4 separate regions of the Mus musculus genome follow, and regions 2, 3 and 4 are each linked to region 1. Evidence: chromatin contacts called from public Hi-C data. All regions are on one chromosome and are shown on one strand. The core of a region is the stretch at or near the end of the contact, and the rest is flanking DNA. Distances in the headings are between cores, read along the strand shown.

Region 1 (3,062 bases), core at 324-2,823:
GGCTAACACCCCTAGGCCCCTAGGGCATTGTTCTGCCAGGGCCTTGCTTTGTCTTCATTTCTGACACAATTGCTAAGCCCAGCAGACTTATGTAGCATAAGATCACATGTTGTGCATAGTAATGCCTCTGAATGCCACACAAAAGCTGAGGCACGAGCAACTGAGATCACAGTCCCTCGGGGAAAATCATCAACAAATACAAACTCGTAGCCTGTGTGGGTAAGGAGGGCCCAGCTGTTGATGCAAACTGAGGTAAACACCTTTCTGTAGCAAAGTTGGCTCAGAAAGCAGACAGTCTTCCTGAGAGACATTAAAAGATACAAATAGGGGCTGAGATGACTTAGAGCTTAAGGGCCTGCATTGCTCTTACAGAGGACCCAGATTCTACTCCAGCACCCACACTACCCAGCTTATAATTCCCTGTAACTCATGCTTTGGGTAATATGATGCTTTCTTCTATACTCTGTGGGTACACACACACACACACACACACACACACACACACACACAACACACGCATGCATGAACATGCATGCACACCTACTTTTAGAGCGCGAGTTTAGAATAAAATATCATTCACTGCTAAGAGCAGATCTCGATGAATCCCTTCATCAGAAAGGGTCACCTTCTTGAGCTGTGAAGTAAACAGAATACCCCGTGGTTAATAGGGCCATTATAGAATTATCAGCCAGTGGTGTCAATTACTTTTACAGACCCTTGCGAAACTATTTCTCCTTGGGTTAAAAATGCATAAACAGGTCTGTACTTGGGTGGAAGCTAGATGCGAGAAGGCTTTGGAAATGAGCTACTGCTTGCAAAATGACCGTAAAAGAAAGTCAGGTTGTACTGTGGGATGCCCCCTGAAAGAACCATGCAAAAGCAGGTTAAATCCAAACTAGGTGGCTGTCCGAGGGGTGTGTGTGTTTACAGGCAGTTGAGATTATACTCAGAAAGCTCAGAAAGCTTAACCAAAGTAGGGGTGGGGGCAGCAGCTGGCACTACGTCCCTGGAGTGGTGGATAGGATAGAGAAAGCACAGCACAGACTTGCTCTTAGATCTGTGTGAGCAAAGTCTTGGGCTGCAGGCCCCCCCCCTCACCCCCACCCTCAGGCCCCTCTTGCTGGCTAAGGCCTCTCTGGGCTGTGCTGGCCACGTGTGATCTATTTCAGCCCAATGGATGGCAGTGAAGAAACCCCACTTTTCAATTTTCGTCAAAGCTAAAAGAGAAGCTATAACAAGTAGGCATAAACTGATCCTCAAGTTTAGGACTTAAGTGACATGAGGGAATGGAAGGTTCCTGTGCATCTAAGACCCAAAGACTCCTCACGCCCAGCACTAGAAACCCCTATTTCTCGGTGGCGCTCCCCTGTTTTAGCGCCTGAGTCCACTGCAGGTTAAAAAGAACAAGAGGCTGGGCGAAGGGTGGGCAGCTAGGGTCCGGCTCCATCTCTTCCGCCTCGCCGCGAAGCTGATCACTGTGTCGCCTCGGTTCTCCAGCGCGCGGCGCTGCGCCCGCTTTTATCCAGAGACGCGTCGCTTCGTGCGCTGACAGCGCGGCTCAGCCCGTGGGGCTGGAACCGAGTAGCATTCGTTGAATCTGCGGCTTTCATGACGTCTCCCTGCAAGGTCTATCACTTTGCTCCTAAACGAGGATTTATTCCCTCTGCCACTCAAGGCTGTCCCCCAGTTTCCTCGCAACCGGGCTTCCTCCTCAGTCCCTGCCCACACGCGCACTCCTCTGCCCCGCGGTGGCCCCAGCGCCCAGCCCTCCAGCCAGAGGGAGCCAGTCACCAGACGGCAGCACCTGGCTGGAGAGGTTGGGCGGGCCGAGGGTGGGGATCCGCGGGAACCGGCGAGTCGGAGCTGGAGCAGGAGCTGGACCCAACCGCTAGCAGCAGAATGGAGTCTCCTGAAAGCCTGCCGGGGCTGATGTGAAATTGGACCATCTGCTTCCAGTTGGTCTGTTTCCTCCTTTTCTTGTATTTTCTTCCCTCGCCATTCACCGTGGAGTGAATTATTGAATCTTGCTCCGTTCCGAGAGAGGCGATCAGGATGGAGTGAACCTACCCTGTCCACTACAAGGTAAGCAGTGCGTTTGAGTTGCTGAAAGCGAGGAGCTGGCATGGATCCCAGACAGATGTTCCGTGTCCTAGGATCCTCGAGCCTTCGGGTCCTGGCTGCCAGGTCCCCAGCCCCACTGTGGCTGCTTGCATTCCCTACTCAGCGGAGACATGATGCTGAAGTCCACCAGAGGCAGGAAAAGCTGCCTTTGGTTACATAACCAAAAGGAAATGTGTCTCATAGGGTTTTCATTAGCTGCTTAAAAACTCGCCTGGGTGGGTGGCGGGAGGAGGGGTCTGCCTGCCCTGGGCGCTAGAGAATGGGTCAGTTACTGTGGACCTTGCTCCAGCACCTCTAGTGAAGATCAAACATACAGATGATCCCGCAGGCAGGGGCGGCTGGTGGGGTAGGCAGGGAGAGTTAGGAAAAGCCCATTGTCTTGGTGGAAAGCGGTAGCCTTGTTCTGTTTGGGCATAAAGAGGAGAGGATGCGAAGGAGGAAAAGTGAGCAGAAGGGCGAAATGAACCTGAGACAGGGGAGGACTTCTCATAGTCTTCATCAGTAAACCCGAGATGTGCCGTGCTGATGAAAGACAAGGACTAAGTAAACTAACTGAAAGCAGGGAACACCAGGGTCACACGAAGTGTTTATGGCATTTAGGGGCTAGATGAATCTGCTAACTTAGCTTCTCTCTGGATATGTGTTCATTTGTATCAAGACGTTAAGCTTGGGTTAGTTTTTTAACTGAAATGGTATTCTTATTCCCCACGCCTAATAAGCCCTGGGTGGATCCACAGGTATATATACAGGGTTCAATATGGAGAGAATATTAGAGGGGGAACAGATCTACATAGAAAAGGTCACAGAAACAACCTGAGCTTATTGAAAAGGAAATAACAGAATTTTCCAAACAACCCCTTCTTCACCTCTACTTCCCCCAAAAGGAGAGGACTGAGAGGGGGGAACCCTCCAGTGTCTGGGAGTTTGCAATTCATTATAGC
Region 2 (3,062 bases), core at 198-2,697, 120 kb before region 1:
TGCATCTGTTCCATGTACATGTGTGTATGTGTGGTATATATTGGGTGTGTATGCACCTCTACATTCATCTCTAAAGTGTGGAGGTTGGTGTGATGATATTGTGGCCCAGAGCCTAGGGAAACCCCCTACTTCCATAGGAAGGATAGCAAGTCCTCTTATGTGACTCTCTCTTGGAGTCCCAAATTGACCTGGAACATTCTTAGACATGACCACAGCCTCACTCATTCACCGGAGAAGAAAACAGCCCTTCTACTTCTTGCAACTTTGCTATTTAACATTAAAAGGCTCAGTTTGCAAAGTTTAACTTAGGAAGAAAAGGGAAAGGTGTATTTATGCCCCAAAACTATGTCTTCCTACAGTGCTGCTTCTTGTACATGCCACAAACAAGATTTTACTTCTTTTTTTCTTTTTTTAAAAAAGATTTATTTATTTATTATATGTAAGTACACTGTAGCTGTCTTCAGACACACCAGAAGAGGGCATCCGATCTCATTATGGAGATGGTTGTGAGCTACCATGTGGTTGCTGGGATTTGAACCCAGGACCTTTGGAAGAGCAGTCAGTGCTCTTAACCACTGAGCCATCTCTCTAGCTCTAGGATTTTATTTCTTTAAAAATTTTCTTTAATGATTGTGATGCTAAGGACCAAAGTTGGGGCCTTTCTCATGCTAGGCAAGTGTCTACGACTGAACTGCATCTCTAGCCCGTGGGTTGTCTGTGACAGTGTCTTCTTGCTATGTAGCCCAGGCTGGCTTTCTTGCTATGTAGCCCAGGCTGGCTCTTCCTGCATCTGCCCCTGGAGTGCTGGCATCACAGACAGACATTGTCTCACCTGCCTCAGCAAAGTGCTTACTCCATAAAATTTAGAAAGTCAAGTAAGTATGTTAGTAGCATACACCCAATGCCAGCACCCACAATACGTCCTTTTCAGGGGATCTGGCATGTCATTACTGCCCTGGCATATCAGAGCTAACTATGGAGCATACATGACTGGAACAGACAGCCCAGGCTCCAACCTCAAATGCCTTTCCAGTATGTTTATTTCAGTGCCATTATGAACAGAGGCAGTAACTACAAACAAAAAGACACAGTGGTACCCAGTCAGAATCAACCCTACCCAAATGATCTTATGAGATGCACTGATGTGGTTTGAAACACCAAAGTTAGATATCAGAGCTGGTGTCCTCTCTGCAGAGAATATCAACCCCAAGCTTCCCACTCCGAGATAATCCGACTCCTCTACACTCACTGCCAGCCAGAGCCCTGAAGTCACCCCTCCGAATCAGTTTGTCAGATGTCTGGAGCTGCGATGAATCTGCGTGGATCCTTTAGCAGCAGCCTGCTGCCCCGTTTGTCTTCATCACAGCTGCTACAAGCAATGACTGCCGTGTGTGGCTGTCAGCAGCTAATGCCTAAGGGAAACATGGCATTGGGAACAAGTGGTTGCCTGATTGCTAAGCAAACAGTCTGGGTGATATTTTTGGACAGAGGAGTCATTGTTCAACTAGGACGCTCCCAATAGGGTTCCTGCTAAAGGCTTCACTTACTGTGCCACTATGTCAGTCCCACGGGATGTTAGGGTGTAACTCTCAGTGGCCTCTGACACTGTGGTCATAATTTATCTGGAAAACTGTAGTGACTTCCTCACCATCGACAGCATCACTGCATCGGGTGGTTTGGCTGAGTATGAGGCACTGAGGCATACTTTTCTCCTCTTCCTTCTGTGGGATAAACATTGCGTTCTAGGGAGATGGCCTGGAGGGAACCGGGGAGGACAGGTGGCTTTCTTCTGCCTGCACACATACATCCAATGATGCCCAGAGAATCAAAGACCACTCTTGAGTTAGAATCCTGAATCTACCTTTTAGAAGATTCAGATCTAAGACCACGGGTGAGGTCTTGAATCCCTGTGCCTCAGCTTTCCTGCCTTTAAAACAGGATGAGGGCAACAACTCTAGTTCACAAAGATAAAGCGAGACTGAAATGTGCATTCTCCCGCCACCATGCTTGGCACAGTATAAGTAACCAAGCAAGGTTAACAGTTAATACAATAAATAACAGAGACAGGCAGTCCACACTAGAATATTCCATAGGTCTTGTCTTCTTCTAGAATTGTCATAAGTCTTTTGACCAAAAAAATATTGATGAGGTAGTTTCCAATGTGTGAAGATAATCTGTCTGCAAAACAAGAACTTTCTGCACATCTTTCTTCAATATGTTTGAAGTTTTCTGCTGCAAATATAGTCACTGAGTGGGGTTTACAGATATCATAGACTAGAGCTTGCGATGGCTGGCTTCTGACCCTCACTCCTGTCCCAGGCCCTGTGACTTCTTGACCCACAGTTACTAGACTTGATAACTCTAAATTTCTCTACTGCTACAAGCGGGTGTGGTACACTACATAATCTCAGACATTGTCTCCAAAATAAAATCTCTATTTAATTAGTTAAAACCCTGTGCCTCAGAGAACTCACCTGCCATGCTTCCTTTGCTCTTCTCAATCCTTGGGAGACACGGGACACTCCGCAGTTGTCTGTCGAGTCAACAAGGAGGCAAATAGATGAAATCCTCCCAGGAAAGCAAACTCTGATTGATCATTTTCCTCATGAAGTTACTCTGGTCAGATACTTCACCAGAAGTCAATAATCTTGCCTGCTCTGCCGGTGTTGTCCATAAATCAAGTCTGTATATCAATAACAAGAATGCTTCCTTGAGCTACAGCAGATACAATAAAATCAACTTCAGGGGTATTTTGTAGCTCATGTAAGTTCTAAACAAAGTTAACTATTTTAGTGTCCCTAAATTTAAAAAAAAAAAAAAACCAGCTGAGAGGCACTAGTTAAGCAGTGCTTTTAGTAAGCTGATGTGTATGTTCATTTCTTTATTGTAATTTCTACCAAAATGGCTACTTAGCTTTCATTACTGAGGCCCAAAATACTTGTAAGAGAAACTTAAGAGAACAAGGACTTATTTTGGCTCACAGTTGTGGAAGTGTCCATCTGTCTATCACATTGGAGAATATGTGGTGGATGGAACAGGACAGTTCACATGGTATCTAAGCA
Region 3 (3,062 bases), core at 193-2,692, 89 kb after region 1:
AACAACATGATCCATTAGAATTTTATAGGGATGCAAACATCTGTCAGTCACCCCTGCTAAGAAAACTGGAGTAGTTGCACTTGGGCTAAAACTTTAGCAAGTCCTGTTTCATTGACAACAGATACTGTGGGGGTCATTGAGGTGGATTGGTGGGTAGAGGCACTTGCCACACAAGCCTGAACACCTTTTGCAAACCCTGGAACCCAGGAAAAATGAAAGAAGAGAACTGACTGCACGAAGTTGTTCTCTAATGGCCACACGTGTAAGTGCAAGCTCTCAATGGTAAATTTAAACAAAGCAGAAAAAAGATTATGTATCTTCTCCATGTCCCTCAAGGGAAAAAGTTAAACCTCACATATCCACAATGTTATCTTTGTTCCATGGTACATAAGAAATGTTTCTGTTTGTAACTACAGATCAAGCCGGTGATAGAATGTTTCTGTTTGTAACTTTACACCAAGCTGGTGGTCCATTATAGGTCAGTGAGGAGTGGGTAACTTCATTTCCCGTCTGAGTGTGCAGGATGAGTGGATCTGGTAATTGTCAAACAAAGCTACAGGTTTGAGATGTTTGAGAGCCGTCTAAATAACGGGTCTCATAGACAGACAGCCATAGAACAGTGTCTGGAAACCCTAAGGACCTGAGGCAGAGCTCTGGTGTGACCATTTACTAGGTGACACTGGACATAGGAATAACTAAACCTTACTTCCGTGCCAGCCACCCATTTCTCGGGAACATGGTTGAAAAGGTAACATGTCACACAGGGCTATTGAAGTAATTATCACATGTCACCATGGGCTTCTGACAAGGACCTTCCTTTATCTGTTGGCTTCACTAACTCAGAGCTGAAACACAACACTTAACTCCAGGTTTCCTACTCTCTCCCTTCTCCAGACACCCCACATCCCTCCCTCTCTCTGGATTGCACCTTGTACAGACAGAGTAAGATTTCTGGGATTTTGTTTTGTTGGTGCTAGGGACTGAAAGCTGTATGAACATTAAGCATGCACCTTTTACCACTAAGCTACCTCCCTCGCTCGACATTTCTATTATTACCACACTATTCCTGCAGTTCCTTCCATCAGGAACACACCACAGGCCACATCAAAGCCTATGAGCTATTTGCTCAGCAAGCATGCCTGGACCTCTGTGTGCTGAAAGTCAGGCCAAGAACTAAATGTATTTCCTGTGTGAGAAAACACCACCACACGGGCAACTCAGCACTGCAGAAATCCATCACTCACCATTCTTGAGGCCGAAATTCCATGAGCAAGGGATCAGTAGGTGTGAGTTCCCCAAAGGCTCCAGAACAGGATAGCATCCTGCCTGGACTCTTCCAGATTGTAGAATCAAGTGGCCTGTGGCATGGTATGACCAGTAGGCCTCTGGCTGGCCTCTGTCACTGCACACCTTCCTCCTGTGTGTCTCCACAGCTTCTTGCCTTTGCCTGTGCCTCTGGGTCCACAGTTGCTTCAGTGCTGGAGCCCAGTTCAGTCCAGCACAGCACAGTCTGTTGTAGTTTACCTCCCACGGCTGTGATAAAACACTGGCCAAAAGCAGTCTATGGGGGAAAAGATGCATTTGATTTATGCTTCCAGGTCACAGTCCATCTCTGAGGACAGGTAAGGCAGGGACTTGAGGCAGGAGCTTGAAGCAGAAACGTGAAGAAGTATTAATTACTGGCTTGCTTCCCAGCACATGTTCAGGTGCCTTCCTTTTCCAACCCAGGCCCATCTGCCTAGGAATAGTACCACCCACAGTGGGCTGAGCCCTCCTCCATCAATTAGCAATCAAGAAAATGCCCCACAGACCAATCTGATGGAGACAAATCCTTGACTGAAACTCCTTCTTCCCATGTGTTGTCAAGTGAACATCCATAATCGACCATGACAGGCTTATTTAAGCCTGATCACTCCTGTGAAGATGTAATTTCCAAACAAAATCATATTTACAGATCCTGGGAGTAAAGGATTTGAGCCTAACTTTTTTTAGGAGACACAATCCAACTAGCAGTGGAGGTGCAGCATTGATGATGAACCTTGAGGAGCCAATGGTCCTAGAAGTTGGCTCAGAGAGAGTGAGATCAAATCTAGGGTGTGGGTGGTGGCAAGGCATGTTTGCCCAGGTGCTCAGAAAGTAAGAGCTTGTCACCAGACATCAAGAGGGGAAGGTGACAGTCCCAAGACACCTGTATTCCATCATCTTTTCTGCCATCTTGCTCTAGTGTCATTTCTCAGGCATGATTTTTTTTTCTCCCATATACATGTTTTCTGGAGCTGGGCACATAATTTGGTGGACCAAGAGCACTTCCCTTACAAACATAAGGGCCCAATCTCAAATTTCAAACACCCATACAGAAGCCTAGAATGTGGTGTGTGTTTATGACCCCAGCACTTGGGGTAGAATCAGGAGACAGTGTCAGAGAGGCTGAGACAGGAGGGTCCCTGGGGCTCCCTCGCCAGCCAGCCTAGCCAAATAATGATGAGCACCAAGTTCTGTGAGAGACTCTGACCCAAGGTTCAGGACACCCAATACCCTGCTCTGTGTTCCACCCCACACGTCTGTTGTGCATTCACACACATAAATAATAAAAGGGACAGATGTTGACATACCATCGAATCTGAACCTTTGATGTGTAGATTTCAGCAGCTTCCAGCATCTTCGTACAACTCTCATTGACTTTTTCTATTCTAGAACATCCCAATCGCCCCCAAGACAAACGTGTGTCCATTAACAGTCAGGTTGCACCCTCCCTTCTAACAGTGGCTATGATCTCCTCTCTGCGATCTTCATGGATTTCACATTCCAGAAGTTTCCGTGAACAGAAGCACACGTGTGGCCTCTGTGACTTTTTTTTTTTAACTTAGCATAATGTTTTCAAAGTTTATTTGTGTGTACACCGTCTTATGTTTACTTACGCCTACTAGATAGCCGCATTATTGTGTCTATCGACTTGTCGATGAATAGGCATTCAACTGTCTTCACTGACTAGCCTCTGTGAATAATAGTGCTATAAACATTCATATAGTGAGTTGTTTATTTACTTACATATTTACTTGAGA
Region 4 (3,062 bases), core at 250-2,749, 67 kb before region 1:
ATCATGCCCAATTAGCCTGAAATAGTCAGCCTTGCTCAAATCAAGATATTACCTCTTATCCGTCAAATTAAATTTTCTTCCACTGATAACTTCCACTCTTTCAGTGCTACGAAGAGATTCTTCTTCATGAAGAAGCTTTGAACTCACACAAGTTCTCTAAGCAAGCAGCTGAGAGCGTGACTCCTTGGCCATAAAGGAGCATCCTTGGGAAGGAAGCACCGAGTTCTCCAGAAGAGTTAAAGGTGACCCATCGTTGATTGCTGAGTTGACCATTTAAGCTGAAACTACCTGAGGAAGTATAACTGATGTAAGGGCCATTTGGTCCATCTTCTACATGTGATACACTCTGAAGATTCTTCTAGAAGGGACATCCCTCGGTTACCAAGCAAGAAAATAGATTTTTATCATCAGATCTCATCACTAGAGTTGTAGTAACCTGTATAAAAGAAATTCACTTGGGTAGCTATTATCATCTACTGCACGTTATGCCCCCAGTGTGTCTAATGATGCCCCCAATATGTCTAAATTCTGAATGTCATTCACAGATTTCCTGCATTTATTTTGTTAAAAATGTGTAAGAAACTTGTGATGTTCCCTTCTTCAGGCCTCAACACTTGTGAAGATTCCAGTACACATGTAAATATGCTACAACCTCTGAGCTATACTCTTACTACACAGCTGTATATGAACTTGGCTCCTAGGTCTAGATGCGCTCACAGCACACATAAAAGTAAAAGATGCCACACAGGATACCCCAGCTCATCACCTTCCATCCCAGGGACCACTGGTAGTGACTTCAGCAGCATTTGTATACCCATTAAAAGGTCAGTTTATTTCAGTAACTGAATCGTCAAAGACTCAGCACTAAGCTCACCCCTACTCCATCCACCACAGTGAGACCACCCCCACTCCACCCACCAAATGAACCCACACTCACTACAATGAGAACCTTCACTGGGAGGAAGCCTACACCTGAACTTTCTATGAACGAGGGCTGAGATCTGCTTTAGATAAACTTTCAAGGTTAAAGGCTGGAAGATAGTCCCTGCAGTGTCTCTCCATCTCTCCCGTTCTTCCTCCTGATTATCTTTCCCAGTTCTTTCCAGACAGACACCATCCTTCAGGCTAGTTCCTCTATAAGTCCATGGCTCCATGCCCACTCCACAGGCTTTCTTTCTGCAGGCAGTGGCTTGTAGGAGTTACGTCTCCAACCTGAACAGGTTCCAGCCTCCTGGCCCAACCATCTGTCCCTTCTGTCAAGGTGGTGGAAGTCGCCGGGACGTCTTGGCTTGCCAGACCCCCCTTGAGATGCATATGCTTTGCCTATACTAACATAATATATAATGTGTGATCATCAAGCTGGGTAATTTAGAAATGATTTTAAGGAAAGGAAACTCATTTTGGTTTTAGGGCTTTTCATTGGAACCATCTTAAAAGCAGTAGCAAAAGAAATCACTGCTCTTCTTTCAGGACAGAAAAAAACTGAGAGCCTCAGTGTGGCCAGGCTGCAGGAGCCAGACCAAGGTTGCATGGGCTGGGTTTCTGTAACCGTGATGAAGCCCCATGACCGAAAACAACTTAGCGAGGAAATTGTTTATTTAGCTTACACTTCAATATCACTGTTGATCATCAAAGGAAGTCAGGACAGGAACTTAAACAGGACAGGAATCTGGAGTCAGGTGATGATTCAGAGGCCATGGAGGGTGCTGCTTACTGGCTTGCTCCCCATGGCTTGCTCATCTTGGCTTGCTCAGCCTGCTTTCTTATAGAACCCAAGACCACCAGCCCAGGGATGGCATCACCCACAAGTGGCTGGGCGCTCCCCCAATGATCACTAATTAGGAAAATGCCTATAACCCTATCTACTCTAGACCTTTTCTCAATTGAGGATTCCTCCTCTCAGATGACTTTAGCTTGTATGAAGTAGAGGAAGACCATCCAGCACATGGGAGAGGGAAGAAGAGTGTTGTGGACCAGCTCCACCTCTGGTCTACAGTGAAGGCAGCACTCCGACCCGGTGAGGTTCATGCTGCTCTTCCACACATGGGACTCAGACCTCTGCGTCCCTCTTCTGATGGGTGCAGGGTTAAAGCCTGAAGCCTTTGTCGCCATCTGATGTCATCTCTGTTGTGCTTTAAGAGCTTCTACCCTGCCCATGGTGTTATTAGACATTTCTCTCTTTGCTCAATTGGAAAGCATGTTGAATGGATAGGAAGCGCTATGCTCTGCTTCAAGAAGCATCAGTTGTTTGGAAAGGATACTTACAGTCATGACAAAAAACATATGGAGGGCTTTGCTCATCCCAAGAAAACTGGAGAATAGAATGAGTTTAATAAATATCTATTTCCATCCCAGACTCCATCATGAATTTTATCTAAACTGGAGTTGGCAAGCATTTCATGTAAAGGATGAGACAGTAACTCTTTTAGGACTTTTGGACCATGCATTTGCTATAACAGTAACTCAACTCTTTTCTGCAGCAGGAAGGGAGCCAGAGAAGGCCCACTAAACAAAGATTTAGCATCCAGAGCAGGGGGGAGCAAGACACACTCATGTGGGGCTGAACTAGAGCCAAAGCCAGATAGCTTAATAGAGAATAAGACTTCCCACCAGAGAGTAAGTGGGGAACACTCAAGAAACATCTGCTCTTCTTAGCGGAATACTTTAATTAATTGACTTTCACAGGATAAGAAAGAATTTGTCCTTGATAGGTTGTGTGAGAAATGCAGCTTGTACATATTGCCTATATTTAATAATGAGGACAAAACTTCAGACATGCTAAGTACCAGAGGGATTCTCAAGAACACACAATGTGAACAGCATCAGGTGATAGTGAAGATACCCATGGCTTTACCTGGAGAGACAAGATCGAGTCCACTTACCCCAGACAGAGCACCCACAACAGACCAAAAGAACAATCCCACCACAGTGGACTTGGTGAAACAATGGGTTTATGGATTTACTGACAGAGCAAGGGTGACAGGTGTCTTACAGAAGCATGGATGGCAGCATCACACACAAGATTACCCTAGTGTGAGGGACCACTCACTAAGACATATCTG

The links. Hi-C and Micro-C count contacts between places; a contact is called where the count stands out from the background.
Region 2: a Hi-C map of cerebellum shows a contact between it and region 1, with 2.8 times the contacts expected there. The contact joins the enhancer-like site here to the promoter of Kcnj6 in region 1. A contact is called at or near these places in 1 of 39 promoter capture datasets (hippocampal neurons), 3 of 484 Hi-C or Micro-C datasets (the N1E-115 cell line, cerebellar granule neurons and cerebellum) and 1 of 115 datasets of contacts at active chromatin or transcription factors (forebrain).
Region 3: a contact with region 1 is called in a Hi-C map of the N1E-115 cell line, with 5 times the contacts expected there. The contact joins the enhancer-like site here to the promoter of Kcnj6 in region 1. A contact is called at or near these places in 1 of 39 promoter capture datasets (hippocampal neurons), 7 of 484 Hi-C or Micro-C datasets (the N1E-115 cell line, cerebellar granule neurons, cerebral cortex and 3 more), 1 of 115 datasets of contacts at active chromatin or transcription factors (forebrain) and 2 of 9 other capture datasets (embryonic stem cells and pancreatic islet).
Region 4: a contact with region 1 is called in a Hi-C map of cerebellar granule neurons, with 2.3 times the contacts expected there. The contact joins the enhancer-like site here to the promoter of Kcnj6 in region 1. A contact is called at or near these places in 5 of 484 Hi-C or Micro-C datasets (adipose-derived mesenchymal stem cells, cerebellar granule neurons, cerebellum and 1 more), 1 of 115 datasets of contacts at active chromatin or transcription factors (embryonic forebrain) and 2 of 9 other capture datasets (adipose tissue and liver).

What each region holds. Positions count from the first base shown.
Region 1 is chr16:94,996,207-94,999,268 of GRCm38.p6, reverse strand. Kcnj6 (potassium inwardly-rectifying channel, subfamily J, member 6) reads left to right here and starts at 1,573. Exons shown (of 4, transcript NM_010606.2): 1 at 1,573-2,082. Gm31407 (a long non-coding RNA gene) reads right to left here and starts at 1,041. Exons shown (of 2, transcript XR_385080.4): 1 at 545-1,041.
Region 2 is chr16:95,116,031-95,119,092 of GRCm38.p6, reverse strand. No RefSeq gene overlaps it. Among named protein-coding and RNA genes, the nearest start is that of Gm31407, 120 kb to the right of the region's middle. Within about 2 kb of position 1,447, at least 21 of the 459 cell types and tissues checked have an H3K27ac peak or open chromatin away from gene starts, as enhancers often do. A contact at or near this core is called in cerebellum and hippocampal neurons, where this site is marked.
Region 3 is chr16:94,906,816-94,909,877 of GRCm38.p6, reverse strand. All of the region lies in intron 2 of Kcnj6 (potassium inwardly-rectifying channel, subfamily J, member 6), which reads left to right. Among named protein-coding and RNA genes, the nearest start is that of Kcnj6, 89 kb to the left of the region's middle. Within about 2 kb of position 1,442, at least 2 of the 459 cell types and tissues checked have an H3K27ac peak or open chromatin away from gene starts, as enhancers often do. A contact at or near this core is called in the N1E-115 cell line, where this site is marked.
Region 4 is chr16:95,062,733-95,065,794 of GRCm38.p6, reverse strand. No RefSeq gene overlaps it. Among named protein-coding and RNA genes, the nearest start is that of Gm31407, 66 kb to the right of the region's middle. Within about 2 kb of position 1,499, at least 2 of the 459 cell types and tissues checked have an H3K27ac peak or open chromatin away from gene starts, as enhancers often do. A contact at or near this core is called in cerebellar granule neurons and cerebellum, where this site is marked.